2 separate regions of the Sus scrofa genome follow, and region 1 is linked to region 2. A link is a contact called in public promoter capture Hi-C data. All regions are on one chromosome and are shown on one strand. Each heading gives the region's core, a stretch centred on a gene start, on an enhancer-like site or on the middle of the called end of the contact. The rest is flanking DNA. Distances are from core to core; before and after follow the strand shown.

Region 1 (6,068 bases), core at 1,403-3,902, 1.4 Mb after region 2:
TAGAAAAGGAGAGAAATGCAACAAGGAAGCCCTCAAAGTCATTACCATTAGTGAGAACAGCTATATTACCAATAGCCACTTCTTTTTTAAACTAGTTCTGGGCCAGCCATGACTTATATCAAGTTAGGGATACACCAGGTAGTACAAGATTCAGTCCAAATACAAGGGGACAATAAACAGAAAATAATGTTCAAGTTACATAATGTATCACTGTGTACTCTCTTAGGTAGTTTCAGCTACAACGAGCCACTGTACAACTCTTGGCAATGTACAGTCACCAGGGAGGAGACTTAACCTCTAACAATTCAGTAGCTGGGAAAATGGACAAAGCTAAGAAAACTGGTTTATGAAAAACAAGTAAGAAATCCAGGAAGTGTAAGAAATCCAGAATTCCTATTCTATTTTCTTATTATTCACTCCAGAAGTGATTGGAACTAAACTATCCAAAGTAGGGAAGGATGTGTCAGTGGAATAACAAGGAAATACAGGCTAGCCATGGATCAAGTACTTTGCAGCAAGAAAGGCAGCAAACCTGATTCTGGGTGAGGGTGAACCACTGCAAATACCCAGGAGATGGGCTAGAACAGTGGCTCTCAAACTAACTGGCATGAAAATCACATGAAAGCTTTGGTTAAAAAAAAAAAAGAGTGAAAGGCCCCTCATTCCCCAGTTTCTGATTCAACAGGATTGGCATGAAGCCCAGTAATTTAATTTCTAACAAGTTCCATGTAGATATTGGTGCAACTGATTCTACTGATTCAGGAGATTATATTTTGGAAACTTGGGTCAGGTAGGGCATTAGATTAAGGTTCTTGGCCTCTGAAGTCTCAGTGCCTCATATGCATTATTTCTCTTCATCCTCAAAACAACCTCCATTTTTCAGCTGTGTTATCTGAGACTAGAGATGTGAGGTAGTCTGCCCCTAGAGACAGACCTAAAATGTACTGAACCAAGAATGGTACCTTTGGTTTACTAGTCCATCACTCAGTACCAATTCAATTTGGTCTCCTTCTCCTACAGAAAGTGATGTAAAAACGCTTCTTGTTATCAAGATGACACTTTTTTTTGGTGCAGCATATGGAAGTTCCCAGGCTAAGTGTTGAATGGGAGCTGCAGCTGCCTACCCATACCACAGCCACAGCAACACCAGATCCAAGCCGCATCTGCAACCTAGCTGCAGCTTGCCCCAACGCCAGATCCTTATTTAACCCACTGAGTGAATCCAGGAATCGAACACTATGTGGAGTTCTTAACCCACCGAACCACAACAGGAACTCCCAAGATCACACTTTTAATGGCAATTCTAAATCCACCTTTCCATAGTAGGATGTTAACTGAGGTTAACTCCTAAACTCAATGGCAATCCTAAAACAAATTTAAATACAGACAAGGAAGAGGCAGGTTAACTGGTTTTCTGAAACCCAAGTTTATCTGTCTGTCTGTTCTTTCTAGTCTGTGGAAACCTGAAAATGTTAAGGGAACTCTTTCAAGACTTTCAACCATCTCATTCTTGCATCTGGAATAGGCTTTCCCCATTTTTTTCCTTCTTCGTTTATCTCAAATAATTATTCTCAGGATAAAGCGAAAATAGGTTAAAGTGGTTACTGCAGCTGGACTCAGTAAAATTAACTATCATATTATATTACCAGTACATGCAAATGTATCGTAGATTCAGAACTCAATAGAGAGGTAGACAGACACTGGGGACCCAAGTTCGGGAGTTAGCACCTTATTGGAAGTAGTTCAAGTTATGGAAAGGTAAAGAATGACAGAAAGAACACATATAATAAGGAAAAAAACAGTCTCCAGGACTAAACACTAAGAAGCATAACTATTTACGAGGCAAATGAATGAAAAAGAAATGACTACCGAAATTTTACAGAAGCATCCACAAAGATAGTACGCCTAATAAAGGAGAGTGTAACTTCCACTATTTTTAAATTAACTATCGTACATTAATCCCCCACCCGTGGGGAGGCACTAAGAAAGGGACCTTGGGAAGCTCAAACAATTTGAGAGGTTCTAATTGATTCAAAACTGATCCGCATCCAAAACACATCGCATAGGAAGGGAGCGCTGGTTCTGGATTCTGCAATAAAGACAGTGGGGAGAGACAGCCCAGGAGCCTCACGATAGCTACTCCGTCCGCGCAGGCGAGGAGTGGATTCACCACCGCCCGCTGCACCCCACCTACTGGGACTCCTCGGCCCGACAGACACTCACAACCCAATCTCACGGGCCAGCGCGCGGCGGGAGACCCAAGCGCACCCTGGAGCCGCCCACGGCTGTCCCAGCGAGCGTGCACCCAGTCCTGGGCCCTCCTTTACTTCCCGCCGGGTCCCACAACCCGCCACCCGCACTCCGGTTCGCTGCCTACAGCGGGTCTGCGGAATTCGGTAATTACCTGGAGCTCCACCGCGCCGCCATTACACCGGATACACGTCACTTCCCTTTCCCGGGCCGGCGGTAGGCGGAAGGCGGAACATGGAATATATAAAAACCTAAATTGACCTTGCAACGTTATTCTATTACCTTATTTTAAATACCATCTTAAAATGCCACATTGTGAGCAGTCGGTAGGGTCCCACTTTTCCCTTCCCAAAACGGCGACAGAAGAGAAGTTGATATAAACTACAAAGTCCAGAACCCACACGCAAACAGGACGGAAATGACGTTTGCAATTGTAGGCTGAGAAGGCCGCAGTGTATGGTGGGAATTGTAGTTCTCCGTAAGCGGCAGAAAATGCGTCTTGCCGGCCCGCCGGAAACCTGGTTGTGAGAAAGACTTTTAAAAATTTACTTTACTTTAATCTAAAATTATTTCTCTGAAGTCGGCAAAAAAAAAAAAAAAAAAAAGTAGACCTTAATGTATTCATTTTTCTGAGAAAATCTAAGAGCAGACACCTTTCTCGGATTTCCTAGTTACAAGAACTATGTAAGTGAAAATGTTACCAGATGTTAATTAAGTGCCTACTAAGTTCCAAAATTTAAGCCCAAGTGAATGAGAGAATATTGGACTGTAAACAGAGTGACGTAATGAGGAGAAACTAATTCTTTAGAGAAGATGATGTTTCTCTTTTAGGTTAAGGTACAAGCTCGTGAGATATCATAAGGAGACAGCCTCGCTGACTTGGAAATAGTCTGGACAGAGATGAGAGGTAATCAAAGTATTTTCTTAAACTAAACTTTTTTTTTTTTTTTTTTTTTGTCTTTTTGCCTTTTTCTAGGGCCGTACCTGCGGCATTTGGACGTTCCCAGGCTAGGGGGTCTAATCAGAGCTACAGCTGCCGGCCTACACCACAGCCACAGCAAGGCGGCATCGTAGCCGCATCTGCGACCTACACCACAGCTCAGGGCAACGCTGGATCCTTAACCCACTGAGCGAGGCCAGGGATGGAACCCTCCACCTCATGTTCCTAGTCGGATTCGTTAACCACTGAGCTGTGTCAGGAACTCCAAACTAAACTTTTTAATAATAACAAAACCTAAAAGTTAAAACTGCTTGTTACTGTTTTGGAAACTGCCTTTCCTAAAATTTCTGTATATTTATGTTCCTCAACCTTGTATAAACCAGGTCTGGTTTCTCCAAACACTGATCTATTACAATTTGAAGGTGCTAGTATTACCAACCCTTTCCTAGAGGCAGAGTAAAATGATTATGGATAAAGATACTAGAGCAGAACAACTTATGTTAGAATCATGAATCTGTTGAAATAGATGGTTGACCTTTAACAGGTTGCTTCACACTGTGTGCCCATTTCCTGATCTGTTAGGAATGATAACAGTAGCCACCCCACAGAATAGTTTTAAGAATTGAATTTGGTGATACACTTGCTGTGTTTGTGATGATTCCTGGTACATGATAGTATTATCTATCCTTTTTCATGGTTAAGATATTTGGCCATAGTTTAAGGTGCATTTTGGTGTCTTAAAATATTTAAATGTATAGTTTTCAGTTGTACTAATACAGGGCATAGGAGATGAATCTGATAAGCATCTGTGTTCATATCTGAAAAAAAGCACAATACCACCTCTGCGATTTAATTGGAAAGTTAGCGTTAAACTTAGGGGAGCTGGATGGAACTGGGAAAGACTAGGTTTGTCATTTGGGTCCTCCAGGAAGTAAATAGTGATAAACTTAAGAATAAAAAAAGTGAAAGGAGGAGTTCCCTGGTGGCTCAGTGAATTAAGGTTTTGGTGGGCATTGCCACTACTGTGGCTTGGGTTTTCATGCCAAAGACATGGCAAAAAAAAAAAAAAAAAAAAGGAAGAAAGAAAAAAAAGAAACCAGATAGCCAGGAGTAGCTCCAGAGAAAAATGAAGAGTCTGTCCTTGAGATAAAATGGCCAGGCCCTTGCAACACAGTCGTGCTTAATCATTGGCTGGGGCCTCCCCAAAAAGAGCATGGCTTTAACTCAAAACCTGAGGTGGACTTGAAAGTGGTAGTGGTTAAAGGCTGTCACCTACTCACACTCCCTGTAACTAGGCAAAAAGCATTTTACTGAAGGGGTATCTGAGCAGCACATCTTTCTGTTTGTCACAGTCCATGCCTTGCACCATGTAGATTCACTTTCCTTACACTTTCAGAGAACTGTTTTCTTTGTGAAGAGAAACTTTAAAGACAGAAATTTAATGGGACAAACTACAGTCCTCATCTTTACAGTTGGTCTTGAGCCACAACTGAACTCATTGCCTTTCTCCTCTGGTATTCACTCTAAAATTTCCTCACTTTCAGCTATCACCTCTACTGGTCTTAATAATTAAACTGGTAGTGTGAAAACCCTAATTCCTGAGAAATTTGAGCCCCTGGCAACAATCCCCTTTTCAGGCAGGTGTTGTTGCACTTGTCCATTTACAATCACTGTCAGGCAAGGCAGAGGTGCCCAAGTGGATTACCCGAGTACCACACATATTCCTACTGCCCCTGTTGTGTAACATCAAGTCTGCTTCCTCCTGATGATCAGAGTTAGCTTTTCCTGCCAAGGTGTGGATTCATCTTGCCTACTTGTCCCTGAACTCAAGAATTCCAAAGTTCCCAGGCAGCAGATAAAGCTTAGTTCAGTGGAACCCTTACCATGTCCCCTAGCAAGAATATGCCACTTTGGGGACTAGGACCTCTAGTTCTACAAAATTCAGAGCTTCATAAATGGGAAACACTTCCCTTAGTGGGTCATTGGGAAGGTGGTAAATAGGGCTATTCCTCTTTTAATCCATTGTTTTCTGGCCCCATGTATTGTTTCTATTCAGGAACATGAACCATATCAAGTTCTATTGCATCCTGGGGAGCAGCCTTTCATCCTTGCAGAGTATTGTCTCTTAGCAAGTGCTTGAACTTCACCTTCAGCCCACCATTCCAGTGCTATATTAGGCTATATTCTGGGACATAATGGCATGTGGTACAACCAGTGGAACCCATGGTGGTACCTTCCTGCACCATCTTTGCTGATTTCCCTGGCTGGATATCATATTGTATTGTATTCCATGCCTGTGTATCAGACATGGTATCAGCTCACAGGTAGTGTGCTCAGTGAGGACAGGTGTATATGGACTGCAAATGCATACCCAAAATAAATAATCTATGCCCATGCTGCTCCTTCCAGGATGGAAAGATCCCAGTGTAGTCAACTTGCTACCAAGTGGCTACTTGATCTCCTAAAGGAGTGATGACATATTAGGAGCCCAGTGTTGGACTCTCTTGTTGGCAGGTTGAGTATTTACATGAGGCAGTAGGTAGGTCAGCTGTGGTAAGTGAGCTCCATGCTGACAAACCCATTCATAGATTTCATTTTTGTCACCATGACCTTGTAATTCAGGTATTCATTATGCCAGCACTGGGGTGGCCACTAACAAGAACAGGCTAACAGCCAGCTGAGTAATTTTGTCTACTAGGCTGCTTACTGCCTCTTCTATAATGCATACTTTCTGGTGGATATTGACTTATGATAAAAAGATTGACTTATGGTAAAAAGGGACACTTTTTGCCTACACCAGTATGTATATCCACATACCCCTCAGCCTCTACAACTTTCTTGTTTGCAATCTTCAGAATCTCTTTCTTTTCAGACTTCT
Region 2 (6,147 bases), core at 1,183-3,682:
AACTCTAGCTAGAGATCTGTATTGCAACAATGTCTTATTTTCTTGATGTGTAAAAAGAAAGGACCAGACTACACCCAGCAGAGCTAAAGTTTATTGGACCTTATAGTCTATAATTATTTCCTCTTTGATTTTTAATGTTTTTTAGCAATTCAAAAAATTTTAATTATGGGAAAATACAAGTAACATAAAATTTACCATTGTAACCATTTTAAGTGAATAGTTGGGTGGTGTTAAGTACATCCACACTGCAGCCAATCTTTACAAGTACTTCATCTTTATACGCATTAGATAATAATTCCCTACTCTACCCTCTCCCCAGACTCTGTCAACCACCCTTTTCTTCCTGGCTCTATGAATTTTACTGTTCTAGTTAGCTCATATAAGTGGGTCGTACTGTATTTGCTTTTTGTGTTTGGCTTATTTCACTTAGCATTATGTACTCAAGATTTACCCATGTTGTAGTGTGTTTTAGTGTGCTGTGGCATGTCAGAATTTCCTTCTTTTTAAACACTGAATAATATTCCATTGAATGCCACAATTTGTTTATCTATTCATCTGTCAATGGACATGGGTTATTTTCTGTTTTTGGCTATTTGAATAGTGCTGCTATGAACGTGATTATACAGATATAACTTTAAGACTCTGCTTTCAATTTTTTTTGACTGTGTACCCAGAAGTATATGATTTATTTTTAAATATAACTTAGAGATATACATTTTTTTTTTCTTTTTAAAACCGCACCCAGGGCATATGAAAGTTCCCAGGCTAGGAGTGGAATTGGAGCTACAGCTGCCAGCCTACGCCACAGCCACAGCAACGCAGGATCTGAGCCATATCTGCGACCTACACCACAGCTCAAGGCAATGTCAGATCCTTAACCCACTGATCAAGGCCAGGAATTCAACCCAAGCCCTCATGGTTACTAGTAGGGTTCATTACAGCTGAGCCAGGACTGGAAGTCCCGAGATATACATATTAAAACACCTTACCATAGCCTTCCTTTCCATATGCAAAGGAAGGGGGTATAATCACTTTTCGCTTCTCTCCAGGGCACATATCCATCATGGCAATGTCTAGGCCTTTTATAACTTGTCCAACACCAAGAACAAACCATTTGGGGTGGCCTTCATTTTGTGTCCGACTATAATTAAAAATAACACCTAGGTAAGTTGGTTTCAAGAAAAATAAAATCAAAATTTAAAATACAGCTGATCATTTAGTTCCAATTTAATACTGGAGTCCTCTCTAGCCATCTCTTTCGCTATATTAAGACTACTTCTGAACCCCCTGGTGGGGTGTTTGGCTCAAACGTCCCTCCTAATAGCTAGGTAGAGGTATAATTTGCCCAAAGTTAGTCATTAGGAGTCATCTCATTTTCTTTTTTATTGTTATCTTTACAACAACTACTCAACAGTTAACCTTTTAATGGGTCTCCTACCCCTATCTAGCTGCATGGCTTGTCCAAATATTTTACCATTCTGGGCTATTTTCTTCTAAATCGAAAGAACAGTCTCCAATCCTATTTTTATAGGGTAGTAGCGCACAAGGAGAAAAGACATCCTACGTCTGAGTAATAAAACATGGATTAAATCAGAGTAGTGGTGGGATGAGAGGCATGGGAAGGGCATAGGGAAAGTCACCAAGGAAAGTCGCTGTTGTAGTGGCTTCTCTATACAGGTGGAAAGTGGCTTGACAGTAAATACTGTGCTCCTGAAGCCCGGATAATGTTTCTTAAAACTACCCTACGAAATCTTCTGTAAAGAGACTCTAGCCCACAGCCAAGAGAAGTGTGAACATTCTTACAATAACTTACTTCTGTAGGTTCCAAGAGTAGTTAGTGGTGGTGGTCCAGGGTGTGTGTGTATGAATGTAACGTATTTTTGATAACTTCTTGGGCTAACATTTTTCAATTAAAAGATAATATTCTATTTATTAGGGAACGATTGTATCAAATCTGATTCCCCCGCCCCCTAGAAATAAAAGGTTCAACTCTTACCGTTAAAAAACAAGAACGAACAAACCAACCAACAAATTAGGCTTCTGGTTGGTGTAGGGAGGGTAGATTTAATGCATCAACTGGACGCGGGAGCCGTTCGGATCATCTCCTACCTGCAGTAGAATTTCGAGCCGTCTTTAGCCAAGAAGCCGTCGTAATGTGCATTTAGCAGGTCTCCCTTTCTGCTTGTCTTAGAGCAGTTTTCTGGACGATGCAAAACTTCTATTTTCACTTCCTCTGTGCTCTCCTCTGTCTTTTGTCCCTGAGCAGTAAAAATGCCCCACACGTAAAAGAAAATGATTAATCTAAATAAAAAATGCATGATCGCTGGAGTCGGCCCCGACGGCCACCGCGTTCCCTGATGCGTGTCACTCGCGTGCAGTGGCAGCCCCCGCAGTCAGGTATTGCCACGTGGCAGGCATTGTCTACGTCACAAAGGGCAGGGGCCCGGTAGAAGCGTGGCCCCGCCCCCTTTCCCAGAGGCACGCCTAGCCGCAGAATTTTTGTGGGTTGGCTTGGGATCTTGTCCCCGTGGTACCCCACCCTCTGGTTGGCTGTCCTCAGTCGCTAAGGCAACATTGCACCCTTGCACCGCTATTTCCTCCCTAAGTCCGTGTATTTCACAGCCAGTTTCCTTAGGGGTCCATAGTAACGCTCGCGTAACCTTTTGAAACCGGCAAAAGACAAAATAAAAAAACTAGGGTGGGATGTTGTAGCTGGAGAATAGGACTTTCATTTCTAGGCGTGAAAGGATTCTCCTTATATCCCTAGAGAACTGGTGGGCATGGGGGGGGCATTCTGCTTTTGGGGTGTTTTTGAAGCGCCTTCTCCACGTCAGAGTCGTGCTTTTAAGAGGTTCCAGGCTATACCTCACGCTGGTAAATATGAGTGCTTTTGCTCCCCGCCCAGTTAAAGGCGTTTCCAAGAGCCGACTCCTTAATTCCATAGCTGTTGCAGGTTTGTGTTTCCTTCCCTCAACACTTGGGGTCGCCCTTGACTTGAGCGCTTACTGAAGTCTGGGAAAAGCTCTTGACAGGGTGGCTTTTCTTACAAACTCTGCGAGATGGGTAATTATCCACAATCACGCAGACGAGAACACGACGTAATTTGAGTGTTGGGCATTCTGTTTCAACCTAACAGTTAATACACAGCAGGGATATGACCAAGTCCGACACAAAGCCAGCCTTACATCCCCACCTTCAACATTTTAGTATGAAAAACTTTCCTGTAGAACAAATGAACTTTACTATGCCATCACCTCGACTACTTGGATGCTACCATTAACGTTTAAAAGTATTCGATTTATTACATATCCATCTGTCTACCAATTCACTTTATTTTCAAGTGAATACCCAAAGGCTTTTACCCAAACCAGAAGAACTTCAGCGAAGGCCTGGATTGGGTGTTATCTGGGGGAGGTTGCTTAAGAGGAGGCGTTATCCACCTTGGTGATGCTGAGAAAAGCCGCAGCACTGAGCCTGCGATATCTATAGATTTGAAAATTGTCATTTATATAAGACGATGATCATTTTCCAAACAGGATTTTAAAAATTATAAAGGCTAGGAAAGCCCCTATTTTTTGAGTAAAATAAACTCCAAAGTTTTCTTCCATGTTTTATATTTAAATGAAGTTATGGCTACCTAATATTCATTGTCGGTGTGGTAATTCCTTGGGGCCCCTCGCGGTTCCTTGCCGGGGGAATCTCAGGGGCACACCACCTGCCTAGGAAATAATTTCTCAGACCCCCCCCCCCGAATGTGAGGAGAATATGAAGGAAACATAAATAGGAAGTCTTTTATTATTATTATAAGTAGTAGTTTGAAAAAAACAACCTCTGGGAGGACCTAAGGGTCAGTTATAGGAAAACCTGAGAGGCCTAAGTAACGCCCGCGGGACGTGTGCGCCCGGGGCTCGTCTTCGGGTAGGCTGCGCGCGCGCAGCGGGGTTCGAGTCCGTCGGTTTGGGCCTGGGAGGTTTAGGCCCCGGAGGGCCGACGGTCCGGGAGGGAGCCCAGGGACAGCCATCCGCGGGCCTGACGGAGGGTGAGGAGGAGTCCAGGCCTCGGCCCGCCCTCCTGGCGCAGCCTCCGGCTCAGCGGCAGGGCAGCAGGCCGCGCCCGCTCCTCCAGCCCCGCCGCCGGGGAGGGGTTTCCCGGGACGAGCCGGCCCCTTTCATCCAGGAAGTGAAAACGACGTCGGGGTCAATGAAAACAAACGGAGAGCCCTGGGGGGAAAAGAAAGGCCGGCGAGGAGGAGGGAACGCTGGGGCGCGGGAGGGAGCAGCTGGACTGCGGAAGGGCGAACCGGAGGCCGGCCGCGGTCGCGACTTTGCCGCCGCCGCTGCCGGGGCTCGCCGGGGGATGTCTGAGCCCGCGCCTCGCGGCCCCCAAGCTCCACGCGGCGGCCGCCGTCCGGGCCTGTGAGGGCCGCCACGTCCCGGCGGCGAGCGCGGACTGAGGGCGGCTCGGTGCCGGCTGGAGGCGCCTGGGGAGGGGCCGCGGCGTGCCGGGAGGGGCTGCCCAGGCTCCGCGCTTCTCCCATCGCTGCGGCCGGCGCCGGGCCAGAAGGATGCGCGGCGCCGGGCTCTGAAGCATGGAGGGGGTTCTGTACAAGTGGACCAACTATCTCACAGGTATGAGGGCTCGGGTGCCCGGGGTCGCCGGGGAGAGGGCTTGGGTGGCCTTGGGGGGAGGCTGCGGAGAAGGGTCGGAGGTCCTCCTCCCCCTGGCTGGGGGGACCCGCACAGCGAATCGGCTCTGTTTGGTTCCCCTGTTTAATCTCTCCCTCTGCCCCATTGGAAGCGCTTTTCTGGCCTCTGCAGGGGACAGTTCGAGACTGCGCACCATCCGGAGGGTGGGACGTATACTTGACCACTTTGCCGTTGTATTAATACTTCTGTTCTCTTCTGTAGCTTCCGGAACAATCGCTAGTCACTCTACGTGTGTTGTTGCAATCTCTGTCTTGACACTTAATTCAGGATTTTGTTAATAACTGAGTTGTTGGGGTATAGGACTGGAATGGACCCTTTAAGATCAAGATTTAATTAAAATCTCTCCACCCTTTCTTTTAATTTCCCTTAGCAACACGGTTTATTTTAAAAGTTCTTTTATTGAAGTTGTTCGAGCATAGTAAATAAGATTTTGGAAGCTGCCCTCCGATAATATTCTCTTAAGGGTTGATTGTCAATGAGGTATCCTTATGTTTTGGAATTCAGGTAAGTGTGTGAGAAATTGTGGAAGAAAGTGCAAGACACAGAAGGTGGATCAGGCAAGTCATTTTCATTCGTGAAGTGTGTTGAGAGGAAGAACTCCAAAGAGCTAGGTGTTTCTCTGTAGAAGTGGGATACCAGCAGGAAGAGCCTTTTTTAAAATGACACCAACAGACTGACTTGTTAAAAGAGCCTTAAATCTGAGTTGTAGTCCCATCTCTGCCATCAGCTAACAGTAAGGTCAAGTCACTTTTACTCTCAAGAGCTCAATCTGATAGGGCCAGAGTGATCAACTAGTGTTTCCTGAAAGTGTTTTCCAACTCTAAAATTATGTATCTCACCAAATTAGAGGGCGGGAGATGGATTTAAAATAAGATTAAATAGCAAACAGATTTCTTGTTCTAGTATAATGGACAAATCTTGATTTGCTACCTGCTTATTTACTCTACCAAAAGTATGGAACCCCTTAGTAATTGTATCCTACATTAAACTTGTGTCCATCAGACCTTGTGCAAAATCTGCACATAAACACTTTAAGACATAAGCAGTGAGTTACAACTGTCTTTTTTTTTTTAAATGACAGATTTATAGCAGCAAATGCTTTAACATTTATGATACATGGATGTTTCGTTTGCATTAAAATGTCAAATACTTTATTTCTATAATTGAATTGTTTTAACAGGATCATTTTAAAAATGAGGCAGATATTTTTTATTAAGCATTTCACGTGGGCAGTTATGAAATTGTTCAACTGTTTAAGACAGTAGTTACTATGCTTTGAGATGTAAATGATCATCTCCATGCAAACATTCATAAGCACCCAGTCTGAGGAGGTCACGCGAGGGCTTATGCATAGCCCTGAGGAATGGAGAGTTACTAGAGTGAGTCATAATGTATTCCTGGCCCAAAACATGGTTTTAGTGACCCTCTTTCTCATTTATCA

The links. Promoter capture Hi-C pulls out the DNA fragments that hold promoters and counts their contacts.
Region 1: a contact with region 2 is called in a promoter capture Hi-C map of liver, with 4 times the contacts expected there. The contact joins the promoter of CWC22 here to the promoter of FKBP7 in region 2. A contact is called at or near these places in 1 of 5 promoter capture datasets (liver) and 1 of 2 datasets of contacts at active chromatin or transcription factors (alveolar macrophages).

Annotation. Positions count from the first base shown.
Region 1 is chr15:85,603,185-85,609,252 of Sscrofa11.1, forward strand. CWC22 (pre-mRNA-splicing factor CWC22 homolog) reads right to left here and starts at 2,653. Exons shown (of 20, transcript XM_003133514.5): 1 at 2,405-2,653.
Region 2 is chr15:84,180,438-84,186,584 of Sscrofa11.1, forward strand. It overlaps FKBP7 (peptidyl-prolyl cis-trans isomerase FKBP7), which reads right to left and starts at 2,433. Exons shown (of 4, transcript XM_005657565.3): 1 at 2,110-2,433; 2 at 990-1,141. The coding sequence starts at 2,318. PLEKHA3 (pleckstrin homology domain containing A3) reads left to right here and starts at 4,570. Exons shown (of 9, transcript NM_001243464.1): 1 at 4,570-4,628. The coding sequence starts at 4,589.